Linked DNA regions of Rattus norvegicus: region 2 is linked to region 1. A link is a contact called in public Hi-C data. All regions are on one chromosome and are shown on one strand. The core of a region is the stretch at or near the end of the contact, and the rest is flanking DNA. Distances in the headings are between cores, read along the strand shown. Region 1 holds the start of Gnpda1 (glucosamine-6-phosphate deaminase 1). Region 2 overlaps Fgf1 (fibroblast growth factor 1).

Evidence for each region. Hi-C and Micro-C count contacts between places; a contact is called where the count stands out from the background.
Region 2: a Hi-C map of hepatocytes shows a contact between it and region 1, with 2.3 times the contacts expected there. The contact joins the enhancer-like site here to the promoter of Gnpda1 in region 1. A contact is called at or near these places in 3 of 12 Hi-C or Micro-C datasets (frontal cortex, hepatocytes and mammary epithelial cells).

The regions. Positions count from the first base shown.
Region 1 is chr18:30,424,398-30,431,600 of GRCr8, forward strand. Gnpda1 (glucosamine-6-phosphate deaminase 1) reads right to left here and starts at 4,233. Exons shown (of 7, transcript NM_001134995.1): 1 at 4,191-4,233; 2 at 3,401-3,530; 3 at 657-758. The coding sequence starts at 3,524.
Region 2 is chr18:30,946,383-30,953,585 of GRCr8, forward strand. All of the region lies in intron 2 of Fgf1 (fibroblast growth factor 1), which reads right to left. It also overlaps a transcript of Arhgap26 not described here. Among named protein-coding and RNA genes, the nearest start is that of Fgf1, 11 kb to the right of the region's middle. Within about 2 kb of position 4,634, at least 23 of the 93 cell types and tissues checked have an H3K27ac peak or open chromatin away from gene starts, as enhancers often do. A contact at or near this core is called in hepatocytes, where this site is marked.

The sequences.
Region 1 (7,203 bases), core at 2,983-5,482:
CCTTCCTAGTGCTGGGCTTAAAGCCAGTGCGTGTTCCTCACCCCCGAACCATCTCTGCAGCCTTGATTTTGAGCTTTTTAGACAAAATGCCAGTGTCCCAGGTGCCCCTTATTCCTTGGTCTAACACAACCTCCTGCCTATCAGCCCTTTCCCTAGACCCCAGCAGCCCGGCTACTTCAAAACACCCAGTTTTGAAGATGGCAACTGTTTAAGGTGTTTTACCAGGTTTCTCTTTGTTTGATTTTTATCATTTAAAATGAAACCACAACAAAATGACTGGGTGACAGAGATGACGACCAAGGTCACAAGTCCCATCCTCTACCAAGGGTGCCTGGCAGAAAGAGGCAACACAGTCCAGACATAGAACCTGGATCCCAGGATCGAATTTGCAGAGAGAAATGGCATGGAGTTGGGGACCAAGCAGAGGGGAAAAAGCACCTTCATATTAAGCAAGTATTCTCTAAAATGTCTGCAGTGCCCAAGAAGCTTCTATATCAATCACGGCATCTTTTAGTATGGCTACTAAGGTAAGCGCCATTCTACAACTGGGCAAGCAAGGCTGTAAGAGAAGGACCAATGAGCCATTCCTCTCCAAGGCTGAGCTCGTGAGAAGTGGCGATTCCCCAAGAATCAGGAAGAACACGAAAGACACTCACCCACATACTCGTCCATGTTGAAGGTTTTCACATATTTAAAGGACAGGTCCCCATTCTTATAGTACTCAATCAGCTTCTGGTAGCAGCCAAGCGGGGTGCTCCCTGTGAGAGGCAATTAGGAATGTCACCACAACCACAAACACCCTTCAGCTCCCAGGAGGATCAAGAAGTCTGTCAGCTCTGTAGTCTCCCCTATTCACCAGCCTATCGACTCTGTGCTTGGTGTCTAACGTCCCTAGACTTCTCTGCTCTAGAACAGGACTGTGAAGGTCTCTCAGGGTTAGCCACACAGCTGACAGAAGTCACTGGTTAGCATCTGCATGAGTACCAGACTCGATTACTCATGTGCTGTTCTAGAAGCATCAACTAGGTGCAAGGCACAGGGCTGTAGACGGGAAGACAGAGACAGCTAGCCTAGAGGAGACTGTAGAAATGGGGACACAGCAGAGATGTAAGCTGTGACAGGGTCACCCTGTGCTTCAGAGTTCAGGAAGACTTATCAGAGCAACACCAGTCCTGAGTGGAGTCTCGTGAGCAGATAAGCACACAAAAGGCAGGAAGACCACAGAGAGTAAGACTGACGAGCTGAACTGTGCGTACGGCTTAGTGATGGGGCCAAAAAGAACATAGATACACGAACGCTGACTGGAGAGTGGGTTAATTTAAAATTAACCTTCCAAGATGGGGGGGTGTGGTGGTGGAGTGGGGCTTAAGACGCAGGAATAGTTCCTCGCCAGGTGTAGAGACAAGAAGGAAATAAACACGAATGCCCCAAACACAATTCACGTAGACTATTAGGGAAAGCTTTGAATACAGACTGTGTATTAGATGATGCTGCAACATGCTGTGGCAGACCTGTCCTTGGGTCTATAGTGGTTATGCGGGACAAATGTTCTCATTCTTGGGAGGTTAGGGCTGCAAGACTTAAAGTGTCAGGTTGTCCAGAACCTACTTTCATGTGATTCCAACAACAAACTACAAGGGTAGACAAAGGAAAGAGCAAATGTGCCAAGATATTAACTGGCAAATCAAGACAAAGGACGTTTATACTGTGGGTGCCAGTTCTGAATAACTGAAACCTTCAAACTTACCCTCATCCAGCAGAGACTGTCATCCTTCTGCCTCACAAATATAATCCTGCAGAGGCTGCTCCAGCCTGTCAGGGGCTTTACCTCAAGGCCTCTGCACCACTGTCCTCTCAGAGGCCATGCTCTTCCTTCATGTCACTTCTTCAGGCCTCCCTCAGTGCCTCTTTCTCAGAGACCTCTGCCACCACATCTGACACGGCTCCGCCTAGGTACACCCCCCAGACTTTCTCCTGTTGCCTTCTAACATACTCTACATCTTGCTAATTAACTTGCTTACTCTGTTTTTCCCACTATAATTTAAGTTTTAAGAAGTAGGCATTTTTGCTTTTTTTTTTTTTTTAAATGTTGTTGCTATATCCCCAGAACCGTAACTGTTTGGTGTACAGCAGGCACTGGAAGACTTATCTACTGAGTGGGACTGGAGAGGTGGCTCAGCAGCTAGAAAGCTTTCCTTGCCAGGTGGGGTAGTGCACACCATTGATCGTAGCACTGGGGAGGGACAAGGTGGATTTCCGAGTGTGAATCCAGTCTGGTCTAGATAGCCAGTTCCAAGCCAAGGCTCCCTAGTGAGACCTTGACTCAAAAACAAACAAACAAACAAATGAACAAAATTTTCTTTCATGTGTGAGACTACGCATGTGAATGCAGGTGTCTGCAGATTCCAGAAGAGGGCTTTACATCACCTGAAGCTGGACTTAGGGATGGCTGGGGTCTACTGTCATTAGGTGCTAGACCTGAACTCCGGTCCTCTGCAAGAATGGCAGTGCTTTTAACTGTTGAGCCATCACCTCTCCAGCCCAAGAATGGTTTTAAAGTTTTTAAATATTTTTTTAATCAAAAGAATATTTCACGACATGAAAATTATGTAAGCCCAAACTTCAGTGTCTACAAAGAAAGTTTTTAAACGTCTAGCCACACGCATCCACATATATATCCACCAGTGGCTGTTTTCCTACCTACAGTGGCAAAATGAGCAGCTGTAATAGTGACACCTGAAATATTTACTGCAGAAGTCTGAAGGCCTCTTTACGGTGGATGGGTCGGACAAACCACCAAGGCACTGGATCAAAATATCTTCCTGTAAAGGTAACATTCAGACTCTTTTCCAGAAGACAATTGGACTTTATAATCAACTAAGCTTTATAGAAAAGTATTTGAATGATTAACTTCTCAGTTCTCCTATGAGTAGGGCTCAGCTAGTACCCTCTACCAGTAGAGAACGGGACTGAGTTAGGATTTAACTTCTGCTTCCTGTTTATGGTTAAACCTCTGTTTTTCAAGGACTGAGCTATGCCTCACCTGTAACTTTAACTAGGACTGGTTCTTTACTGCCTGTTCCAGGAACGGCAATCGTGCCTTTATTTCAAAAAGTTATTTATTACCATCTTGCACCCCTTTCTTTGTTTCAAAAGGTTATACGAACCCCGTGCCCATTGTCTTAGTTGTGATTACCTTGCTTTGGTTCTTTTTTTTTTTTTTTTTTTTTTTTTGGAGCTGGGGACCGAACCCAGGGCCTTGTGCTTCCTAGGCCAGCGCTCTAACCACTGAGCTAAATCCCCAACCCGTGATTACCCTGCTTTGTTATTACCTGTTATGTGCTTACTTTCCCCCAATTGGAAACCCGCTACCCACCACCCCCTCTTTCCCACTGCATACCGGTGGGGAGCCCCAGGGTGAAGTACTTGTCAGGTCCTGGGTTAAACTGGATGATGCGGTTCCTAATATACTTGGCCGCCCACTCACTGGCCTGTGAATAGTGTTCCAGAATAATGAGCTTCATCTCGACCTGCAGCGTGGACATAACAAATTGAATTAAGGGGAGGGCAGGGACAGAGAAGACTGGGGAGGAGGACAGAGTCCTTTCAGCCAAGCAACAGCCTTCTCCTCCCTCATAGGTGAACAGGTTGGGCGGCTTGTCTTCGCCAACCACCAGGAGGCGGTACTGAGGGGTCAGTCCTTGTCTGGAGAGGACCTTACAAAACACCAGAATTTTCTTGGCCCGTTCCTTCCAGTGTAAAATTGCACTCGTCAGTACCTGCCTCCTCGATTTCACGACAGCACGTGAACTACATAGCATACAGTCGGCGGGCCACTGTCACCAACAGCTGGGCCTGCTCCTGCCCACATCCTCACCTAGGGCAGGTCCCCTGCCTCCAGCTCCCTTCGAGTACCAGAGGTGCCGCGGAGTCACCGTAGGGCACTTGGAGAAGGTGGCGAGGCATGGAGAGGGGCGGGGTACTTCCTGCCCTCCCAGCTTGCTCCCAGGGTCCTTAGTTTCCCCTAAAGCACCGAGGGATACAGGTAACCCTGCGCAGGGAGGGCTAACGGCTCGCCGTCGTCCGCGTAGCCTGGCGTCCCCCACCCAGACTGCGCTCACGTCGCCCCTCGGGCCACCAGTGACCCAGGTCCGGGGGTCCGGAAATCCCGAAGGGTCGCTCCCACTTACTCGTAGGCTTTCCGCAGCTGCAGCGGCGACAGCACTGGCAGCCGGGCCGTGCACGTCACGTGGTCACAGGTCACGAGGTGCGCGCGCACTGCCAGCTGACTCAGGGCCGTCCTTTACTGCCAGGCAGCTCTGCCTGAGGCCCCAAGGTGTGACCTTCTGATCTGGGTGTGTCACTTAGATGTAAAGTGCAAAGTGGACTGCTGACTGTGCAGCCACAGCCCCTCTCAGCCCGGCGTGGGGTGCACACTGACACAGCAGTAGCACTAAGCCCTGGACAAGATGCCGGGGTGTAGGCCTTACGAGAGGATGCATTGTTTGAGCACTGGCTGTGTGCACTGGCGCCTTGAACACAGCTAAATCTGTAGCTAAATCTGGCTATTTCGGTCCCCAGCCCCTCCCTCCAGAATTCGGACCTTGAAAAGGAGACTTTAAAAAAGTATGGTTGTAAGGGGTTGGGGATTTAGCTCAGTGGTAGAGCGCTTGCCTAGGAAGCACAAGGCCCTGGGTTCGATCCCCAGCTCCGAAAAAAAAGAACCAAAAAAAAAAAAAAAAAGTATGGTTGTGCAGACTCCTGATTGTATGTCAGAGCAGAGATAAGACAGCAGTCCGTCAAGGGACTCCCTATGCTCAAGTCACAAAGCTGGGCAAAAGGCGCAACTACTGCTTAATTATCTCGTTTGTGATGTCTCTCGGAGGGATCTACTGTTCTCTTGCAGAAAGTTAGGTTGGTTACTTATGTCGAAATTACTGGGTGTCGGGGTTGGGGATTTAGCTCAGTGGTAGAGAGCTTGCCTAGGAAGCACAAGGCCCTGGGTTCGGTCCCCAGCTCCGAAAAAAAGAACAACAACAACAAAAAAAAAAAAAAAAGAAAAAAGAAATTACTGGGTGTCAGCCAGCCAGAGCGGAAGTCAGAACAAGGAGAGAAAAGAAGGCCCTTGTCATTCTTGGGTCCACCCTACTTCCTGTCTATGTTTTCACTTTGTAGTATCCAAACAAGACATAGTCTTTTAAAAAGACTTAAATGTATGTGCGTGTTTCTCTGTGTGTAAGTCTCATGTATGGAGGTGCCCAAGTTGGCCAGAAAGTGGCATTGAATCCCCAGGTGCTAAAGTTGTGGAGTTCCCTGACTTGGGTGCTAGGAACTGAATTCAGATCCTCCACAAGAGAAGCAAACACTTAACTGCCAAGCCACCTCTCCAGTTGTCTACCTTGGGGTATCTCAAACTCTGAGGGCATTTAGGAAATGCCCATGCTTAAGTCAGGGAGAAGAACTTATGTGGTCAGCCCTTCTATTATATTGGGCTTTGCCAAGAGCTTTGGTACCCATGTGTCTTAGTTAGGGTTCATATTGCAGTGATGAAACATAACCAAAAGCAACTTGAGGAGAAAAGGGGTTTTTGGCTTATACTTACTGTTTGTCATTGGAGGAAGTCAGGATGAGAACTCAAACAGGGCAGGAACCTGGAGGCAGGAGCCGATGCAAAGGCCGTGAGAGTGTATGTATGTGCACGCCTGCGCTGCTTACTGGCTTGTTCTCTGTGCTTGCTCAGCCTGTGTTCTTATAGAACCCAGGACCGCAAGCCCAGGTGTGGTTCTACCCACAATGGGCTGGGTCCTCCCTCATCTAATTAAGAAGATGCTCTCCAGGCTTTTGTGCAGCCTGGTCTTATGGAGGGATTTCCTCAGCTGAAGTTCCCTCTTCTCAGATGACTATAGATTGTGTCGAGCTGACATAAAACTGTCAGGCACAGCTGACCCCTTATCAACTTGATACACAAACATATCCCTGTTGAACTGCACCCTTTGCTTTTTCCTTTCATTCCCAAGGTCACACATTAATAAGAACATCACAATATAAAATATTTTACAAACTTAAAAACAATGGTATCAAGTGATCCCTTTCAAGAGTCAGGTGTGATTGTTAATATTTATACATGCACATACTTATCTGCGGCCTCACAGTCTGGAACATTCTAGGCCATGGTAAGCTCTTCATAATAGGGAAGAGATTCCCTAGATCCATTTAGCTCTGCATCAGCAGCAGTCTGAAGGAGTGTCATCCTAGCTCCTGGTGGCATTTCCTTCCTCAAACAACAAGGTGACTGTTTGGGTCCAAAGGAGACTCCAATCCCCCAAACTCCAAAAGGCAGTGCCAATATATAGAAAGGAACTGAACCGGACTAGAGGAGGTCTCCGATGGTTAAATAAAAGCCAACATTCTTCAGGAAATTGTGCAACTGGTTCCCGTCTGCCAAAAGGAGTTACACCTTTACCTCTGGCCGAGGGAGATGTGGCTACCTGGGGCTGGCTTATCAGTATTCCAAACCCCAGGCTGGTATCATAAAACATCTGTTACACATTTCAAAGGTCATGCTAGCATCCCTTCTCACCTCCTCCCTACCCTAAACCACCTTCAGCTTACTACAGGCTTCCCCATCCCATCGCCAATCACTCATTCTCCTTAAAACCCTCTATTCTCACATTTTCCCTATCGTCTCTCCCTTGCTATTTGCCCTTCTCTCACTGAGAGCCTTCACCATGTTCAGTCTATTTCTTTCTCTCTCTGCTCTAGAATCTTCCAGATGCCTCTGGCTGTTCTCTCATATCTACGATAAAAACCTTCCCCTTATTCATTCCATGGAGTGGTCATGTGGTCAGTTTATCCAGTGGCCATATTTAATGGACAGACCTAGGGGCTCATCTCTCTCTTCCTCTGGCTATATGTATGCATGGCTGTCTTGATCAAGGGGAGCTTTGTTGCTAAGACCAGAGGTGGTAGAGTCCATGGAGTAGACCTTTACAGTCTGAGGGACTTGTTCTTTGACCTCACTAAAGGTGTTAATATTGTGTTTTATAAAAAAGAAAGAACAAAAAAACGAACCAGGATGTTTGGTAGAGGCTCAGTGAGGTGGAAGGGGTTGCTGAGACATGCTTTCCCCCTGAGGTACCAGCCATATGACAGATATAGTATGGAATAGAGTTTATTTAGGGAATGGAAGTTGAAGGAAGAGAG
Region 2 (7,203 bases), core at 3,384-5,883, 520 kb after region 1:
GATGGATGAGCTGGTGTTTCCCCCCTCCCACTTTGCTCTCCTCATCCCCCAATTCACGTACAAGTGATAAATAATTATGTCACCCCTAGAAGATGTACCTCTCTGTCCTCGGAAGTCTGCTTTAGAGACTCAAGACTTCATCCAACTTCCTGTGGTGAATAGAGTTTATTGAAATTATAGGAAGGGAGCTGGGAGCCACTGGCTTCCATTTCTACTGGTCTCTCTAGCTTCGGTCATCCCTGAGAATATGGACTTGAAGCCATAGGCCAAAGGACACCCAGGAGCTGCTCTCTCCAGCTTCATAGCCACTCACTTACTCCCTCTGCTCTACCCATGAAACTTTAAGTTTGTTTGTGTGTGTGTGTGTGTGTGTGTGTGTGTGTGTGTGCGCGCACGCGCTTGCATACCTATGTGAGTGTGAAGATAAGAACAATCATGGATGTTGTCCCTCAGGATCTAGCCACCTTGTCTTTTGAGATGGTCTCTCATTTGGTCTGGAACTCTCTGATTAGGTTGGGCTGTGGCCAGTGAGCCCAGAGGCCTGCCTGCTGCTCTATTCCTCCCCACCGGGATTACGAGCGTACGTCATGACACTCAGCATTTCCACGTGTGTTCGGGCAGCTGATCCTGTGTCCTCGTCCTGGCACAGCAGTATTTTCCTGACTGTGCTGTCTCCCAGCCCTCACCAAACTCTTCTGTACCTAAGCATCCTTGCACATCCTATCTCTGTCTGGCACCTTCTTCCTCCAGATGTTTGCAAGGCTGGCTCTCCTCCTTCTCCTTCAGGCCTCTGCCTAAATATTTTCGCAGAGAAGCCACTCAAGGGGCTGTGACTCTCTGCAGTGGGCACTGTGGTCCCCATGCCTCCTAGTGTGCACGCATCATGCAATTGTCTCATTACCTAGAGCTTTATCTGGGAAGCAGAAAGAAAGGACGGGAAGGAATTTTATCTGCTTGTCTTGACCCCTTAGGTTCCTATCGCACTGTACCACACACAGTGTCCAGTTGGTCTCTGTTGAGTGAATATCACCAGGCTAATGTTGACAGAGATGGTTCTGCCAAGACATCCTCAACAAGCTGTGGTCTTTGAGTTGCATTTCCAGCACATTCTCTGGAGTTAATGGGGCCAGGATGTGAGGCATAAGGCCCTCAACTAGCCTACAATAGGAAAACCCAGAGGTATAGTAAAATGATTAGTGGAGCCCAAGACTTGGACAGGGGAGGTAGAAGAGGTTAAGAAGCCTTGGAGATTCTTTTTTGAAAATCAAAAATAGTAGAGATGTTTGTACAACTTTGTGAAGAAAAATTGTTAGGCCAATAAGATGGCTCAGCCGGGTGAAAGGCACTGTTTTGCAAACCCAGTGACCCACAGTAGATTAGGAGGGGTTTTTGTTGTTGTTTTTGTTTTGTTATTGTTCTTTTTGAGATAGGGTTTCATGTAGCTCAGGCTAGGCCTCCAACTTGCTACAGAGCCAAGGATGGCCTTGAACTGTCAATTTTCTTGCCTCTATTGCCCAAGTACTAGATTTACAGGCTTGTGTCTCCATACGCAGTGAGAACCGTTTTGTTTGTTTGTTTGTTTGTTTGTTTGTACAGCATTTAATTTCCTAGTTCTGCCTCTTGCTGCAGGGCTAAGTGAGGGTAAGTTCTTTCTTTCTGTGAAATCCCATCATGGCCTCGGAAAGGTCTGAAGGAGGAAAAACGAGAAACAAGAGCTGGGGGCCTGCTTACCACATGACCTCGGCCCTCAGCCAGGGATGGTCTGCTGGAGAGAGTCGGCTCAGGAGTTTCCTCTAGAAATATTATTTCTCCAGGATGTCCAAGTTTCATAGCTCATTTTCACTGGGTTTCTTTCTGGCTGAGTTTCCTGCACATTCATTTCTGTGAACGGGGCTGGCAGGAAGGCATACACTCAGCCCACGGTCTCCCTTCGGTGACTGGGCATCCAAACCCTTTGGAGGGAACTCCATTCCAGTCCTGCAGACCCACACCCTCCCAGCTGCTGGCTGCTGGGGACCATCAAGGGAGGAGGAAGTGTGACCTCAGAAAGCTGCAGGGACGGGCCACAGAGCACATCCCTTCCTCCTGGAGCAGCGGAATGGGGACAAAGATCAACCCCCCCCATGTGCACAGTGCCAGGCACACTCCCTGCTTTACAGGACTCAGGAGACAGACACACAAACCCCATGACTCAGCAGCTTAATAACAAGAGCAGATACACGTGTACAAAGGACAGTTAATGTCACTGGCCCTCCCCAGCCCTGTGACTCTGTCCCTCTTCTGCCATCTCTCCCACCTTTGTGGTCGTAGAGAGAAGCTGGAGATAACGTCCAGTGAAGAGAGGAAATAAGAAATCCCTGACGACAATTTCCTAAGAAGCATGAACTACTGCAAAGTGTAAAATTCACCAGATGCCAGCTGGGTGTGTCTACAACTGCCCCGGAAAGGCTGAAAAGGTGGACAGGAGACTGGGGATCCATAGCAGGGATGTGCGTGTGTATATGTGTGTGTGTGTGTGTGTGTGTGTGTGTGTGTGTGTGTGTGTGTGTGTATGCGTGTGTCTTATTCATCCCCATGTTCCCTCTAGTTCTATAAAATTAGTTTTGCAGCCACCTCTGGGTCCTGGGTTGATTGCATTTGCTGGTCTTTGGTCTGTATCTAGTGCATGTTTTTGTGTTGTGACTGCATACACATGAGCTATTTATCAAAGATTCACTGTCTCCCACAATTGTTCTGCCTCTCAGGGGTGGAAATGTTTTAAAGGTCTGTTTTTAGTGAATGGACAGACTCCCAGAGCTATCAAAGATTCACTCTTTCTTCCTTTCTTTCTTTCTTTCTTTCTTTCTTTCTTTCTTTCTTTCTTTCTTTCTTTCTTTCTTCCTTCCTTCCTTCCCTCCTTTCTTTCTTTCTTCTTTCCTTCCCTCCCTCCCTCCCTCCCTCCTTCCTTCCTTCCTTTCTTCCTTCCTACCTTTTGCCCTTTTCTTTGAACAAAGATTTTATTTTAGGTGAGTACACTGTACACCGTTGCTGTCTCTGTCTTGAGACACACCAGAAGGGGGCGTAGTTGTGAGCCACCATGTGGTTGCTGGGAATTGAACTCAGGTCCTCTGGAAGAGCAGCCAGTGCTCTTAACCACTGAGCCATCTCTCCAGCTTCCTTTGTCCTTTATTGTGTGTGTATGAAGTGTGTATTGAAGGGGGTGTGCATGCTGTGACTTAAGTGTAGAAGTCAGAAGACAACTTTCTGGAGTCAGTTCTCTCTTTCCAAAAGCTTTACGCAGATTCTATTCAAAACAAAACAAAACAAAACAAAACAAAACAAAACCAAACCAAACCACATTCAGGTTTTAGACTTGCAAGCAAGTACTTTACCTACCAAGCTACCTTGCTGGCCCAAAGACTCAATTCTTGCTCCTGGTGATGTCTGAAGTGATCTGTGACCCATCTCAGGCTTGAGTACAGGGAATCCATAAGATACAAGCACCCTTAGGACCCAGAAGTACCAGGGGTGGGATGCGGATGAGATGGGGAGTCACAGGAGCCTACATTCTCTGTGGTCAACACCCGCCACCAGGTGAATGGTGTCCTCACTGGGGAGAGACCTGCTGGGTGTACGCAGGAAAGGCAGCAGGCCTGGCCATTTCAAGGTGCTTATTATTGAAAAACAAAGTGCACAGCTAACTGAGTACTTCCTTTAGCTCAGTTCCAAGATGGAGATGGCAAATCTTGATTTAGCAGAACAGGAAACAGCTTTCTAAAGACAACCTAGTGGTCAATAGGAAATTTCTTCAGAAATTCAGAGCCTTATAAAAATTGATTTGAAGAGAGTTGGAAAAGGCTTATGTGGTAGATTTTTTTTTTTTAAACTATCAACGTGTTACTCTGTAGCCCAGGCTGAATCTGGCAGTTGCAGTGATTCTCCTGCCTCAGTCTCCCAAGTACTGTTATGGCAACCATGAAGTGCGGTCTCCAAGTGTTTGGTGGATCTGTGGCCCTATGTTTCCTGAGGAGATGCAGGCTTGTACCTTTAGGTGTTTTGTTTTGATTCTGGTTTTGGTTTTTGGTGCTGGGCATTGAACCTAGGACCTGGTTTGTGCTAAGCATAGATGTTGAAAGGTGTTGGTTTGAGAATACAAAACATAAGTATCAGCCTGAAATGTACGAGATCACCTTGGTGGCTTGCACTCCTGTTTTACACTCAGTGTTCAACACCCTGTGGTCTCTGGGTACTTACAGCTCCTTCTGAAGAGGAGCCCAGCGCTTTCCAGAGGCTCCACTAGCCTCCACCTGGGTCCTAGTGCTGTATATCTAAGGCATAGCTGCGTCCGTTTTCTTGTATGTGACCATTAGCTTCCACGCAGCCGTAACCAAAGCTTGTTCATAGAGAGGTACATGATCCCTTACTTTCTAAGAGCAGAAAGAAGGGAAAAGAATCCAAGGTAGCTAGTGCCAAGAGTGGTGAGCTCAGGGGCCACACCCCTATCTACTCCTGTCCTGCGCTAGGGATCTTTACTGCTAAGGCGACAGCTGGTATCTTGGAAGCCAGAAAGGAGGGCCTCACTCCTGTGTGGCATGGCCTGCCCTTTCTGCCTCCTGCCTGGGGAGAGGCCACAGAGATTACGTGCCCAGTTTATTCTGGGTTGGAGACTTCCCGTCCTTGGTTGTGTTTACTCAGAGTGAGGTCAGCCTCATTCAGAACTCAGCCAGGTTGTTTTATGTCAGTGGAGTTTATAATTAAAGTGTAACCACAAGCCAGGCTTTGCAAAACATTAAAAGACAGACAAGAGGAAAAATGGACTGGAGGGGGGAAAATTCCAGTGGTTTTCAGTGTGTGTGTGTGTGTGTGTGTGTGTGTGTGTGTGTGTGTGTGTGTGTACATACATATGGAAAAGAGTTTGTGCTAACATTTGTGAAGGTGTCTTGTCTTTTAACATCTGGAAAAAAGTCAGTGAATTTTTTTATTTAGCCCAGAGATTGACTAACACATTTGCGTGTGTGTTCATTCATATGTATAATGTAGCTTCTCTAGAAGAATTCCCCTGTAATCAAATAAGGGGTCTTGGGTTAGACTCAGGGACCTGGGAGGCTGATGTACCACATGTGGCAGGCTGGTGTACCCTGTTGGGGGGACATTCCTTCCTGTAGGCCCGCCCCTCTCTCTGGCTACAGCATCAGGGCCCAGACCTCCCCAATGTGGTTATTTGGAAGGCTGCTCTGACTCGGAGGCCAAGCTGGTGGGGAATAAGATGCCTTTGCCATTAAATGTGGATTCCCATCAGACCAGACAACGGAAGTCTGGACTCCCCCCAAACAGTCTGCAGGGAGGGATTTCACTAGAGTGTGGTCTGCTTGTATCCAGGGCAATGCAGTAAGATCCTTTGGACCAGCAAACTCCCCTGGTGCCTTTAGGATGTGGCTAGATTTATAAATATTTGATTGGCACACACTCGGCTGAAGAACATTTCCATCTGTGTGGCGAGAGTGTGGAGGATCCCCCCTCTCCTACCCCCGGTCTCTTTCCTACGCGCTGGGGGAGGCTGTAGGGCTGTAGGCTCCACGAGGAGGCTGGAGCTTAGGGATGTTCAAGAGTGGTGTGCCCTTGCTGTCTGTACAGCTGCTGTTCCAGTTGTTGAGTAAGAGTAAGTCCTGGCAAGCCTTCGCCAGAGAGGACACTCTGGCAGACAAGCAGAGAGCTCTTGACATTGGTGGCTTCTGTGCCATGGAAGCCAAGTGGGAAGAACCTGATGGGCTATGGCATGGGCAGGCTGTGGCTCTGCGGCAGGTTGCAGGCGTTCCAACTGACACAGTCCCAGAGAAGCTGGGGTGTACAGTCACTGGAAATCCTGTGAACAAGCTTAACATTTAATTTCATGGCCAGCTATCAGTCTTAGGAAGACAGTGACAACCATGGGGAATGTCACCGTTTTGAACATTTAGGGGCCCAACAGTGTGCTGGACACCCTCAGAAACATCACATCTCACATCCCTACTTTCCAGGGACATAGATAACTGTTAGCATGCCTGTCTTCAAGACAAGGAAACTGAGGCACCGAGAGGAAAACTAACTGCCACAAGGTGGCCCAGCTCTGGTAAACACAGTCAGAAGACATCAACCTGTCCTTGCTTGTCTGTACCACGCGCTAGGATAAGTGCACCAATGTAATTAGTTTGTGGGGTGAAAATGTTAGTACCAGGGTGGTGGGATCCTCAGGAAGAGCAGGTTAGTATTAGGACAGAGAAATAATTTCCACATGCTGTCCCTGTGAGGGGCTGGTCACATCCTGTTAGCTTTTGGGTTTTCAGCACAATGGTGACTAGCAACCCCGGAGGGCTGTTGTTAGCTAGGAATGACCTGTGCAGGGCCTAGCGTGTGTCAGTGCTTGACTGGCATTTCTTGAGATATTGTTGGGTTTAAATTTCTCTGCCAACAATGCAAGTCGGTGGCTCATCAAATTCAATGCTCACCGGGCACTGAACCAAGGGACAGTCGGTACGCTGGACACAAAAGCTGCAGTGTGGAGCATTAAGAGCCAGAGTCCTTGTACTCAGGCGGCCCTGCAGGAGAGACGCCCAGTAAATAACTGGACGAGTAAATGCAGAAGTGTAGCTACAAGGAGAGACACCCTGGTCTATGGCATCTCTCACACACTCTGTGTCAAAAGTGGACACTTAGCTACTTATCTCTCGGGAGCAGCATTCTGCTGTCAAAAGCAGCCTTTTCATGAACTGCATCTCCACGGATTCCAGAATCGGCAGCCACCGCTGTGCACCCATCTCTGTCAGGGATTCTGTGGCAGTGGGTACCTAGCATTGTATCGTGTGTGGATAATTGCCTGCCGCTGTGTCCCAAGCCTTGGTGAAGTCACGAGCTCAGACCCCACCTCTCTACAGGAATCTGATTGAGACATTTCGCTTAGGTCTATTTTAGGATAGTCAGTGTACAGCATCCTCCAGAGGTTGATACCACGGACAAGGTACCTGGGAACTGTCTCTCCCAAGGGTAAGCCAGACAAATTTGGATAATCTCCTTACTTTGCTCACAGCAGGTCAACTCATTGAGGACAAATAGACACCGTAAAAGGAATTAATTTTTGTTTTGTTTTGTTTTGTTTTGTTTTGTTTTGTTTTGTTTTGTTTTGCAGGGCTCCAAAAGCAAGTTGTATTTTGTGGGGTTTATAATTTACCTAAGTATCTGACTGGCTTT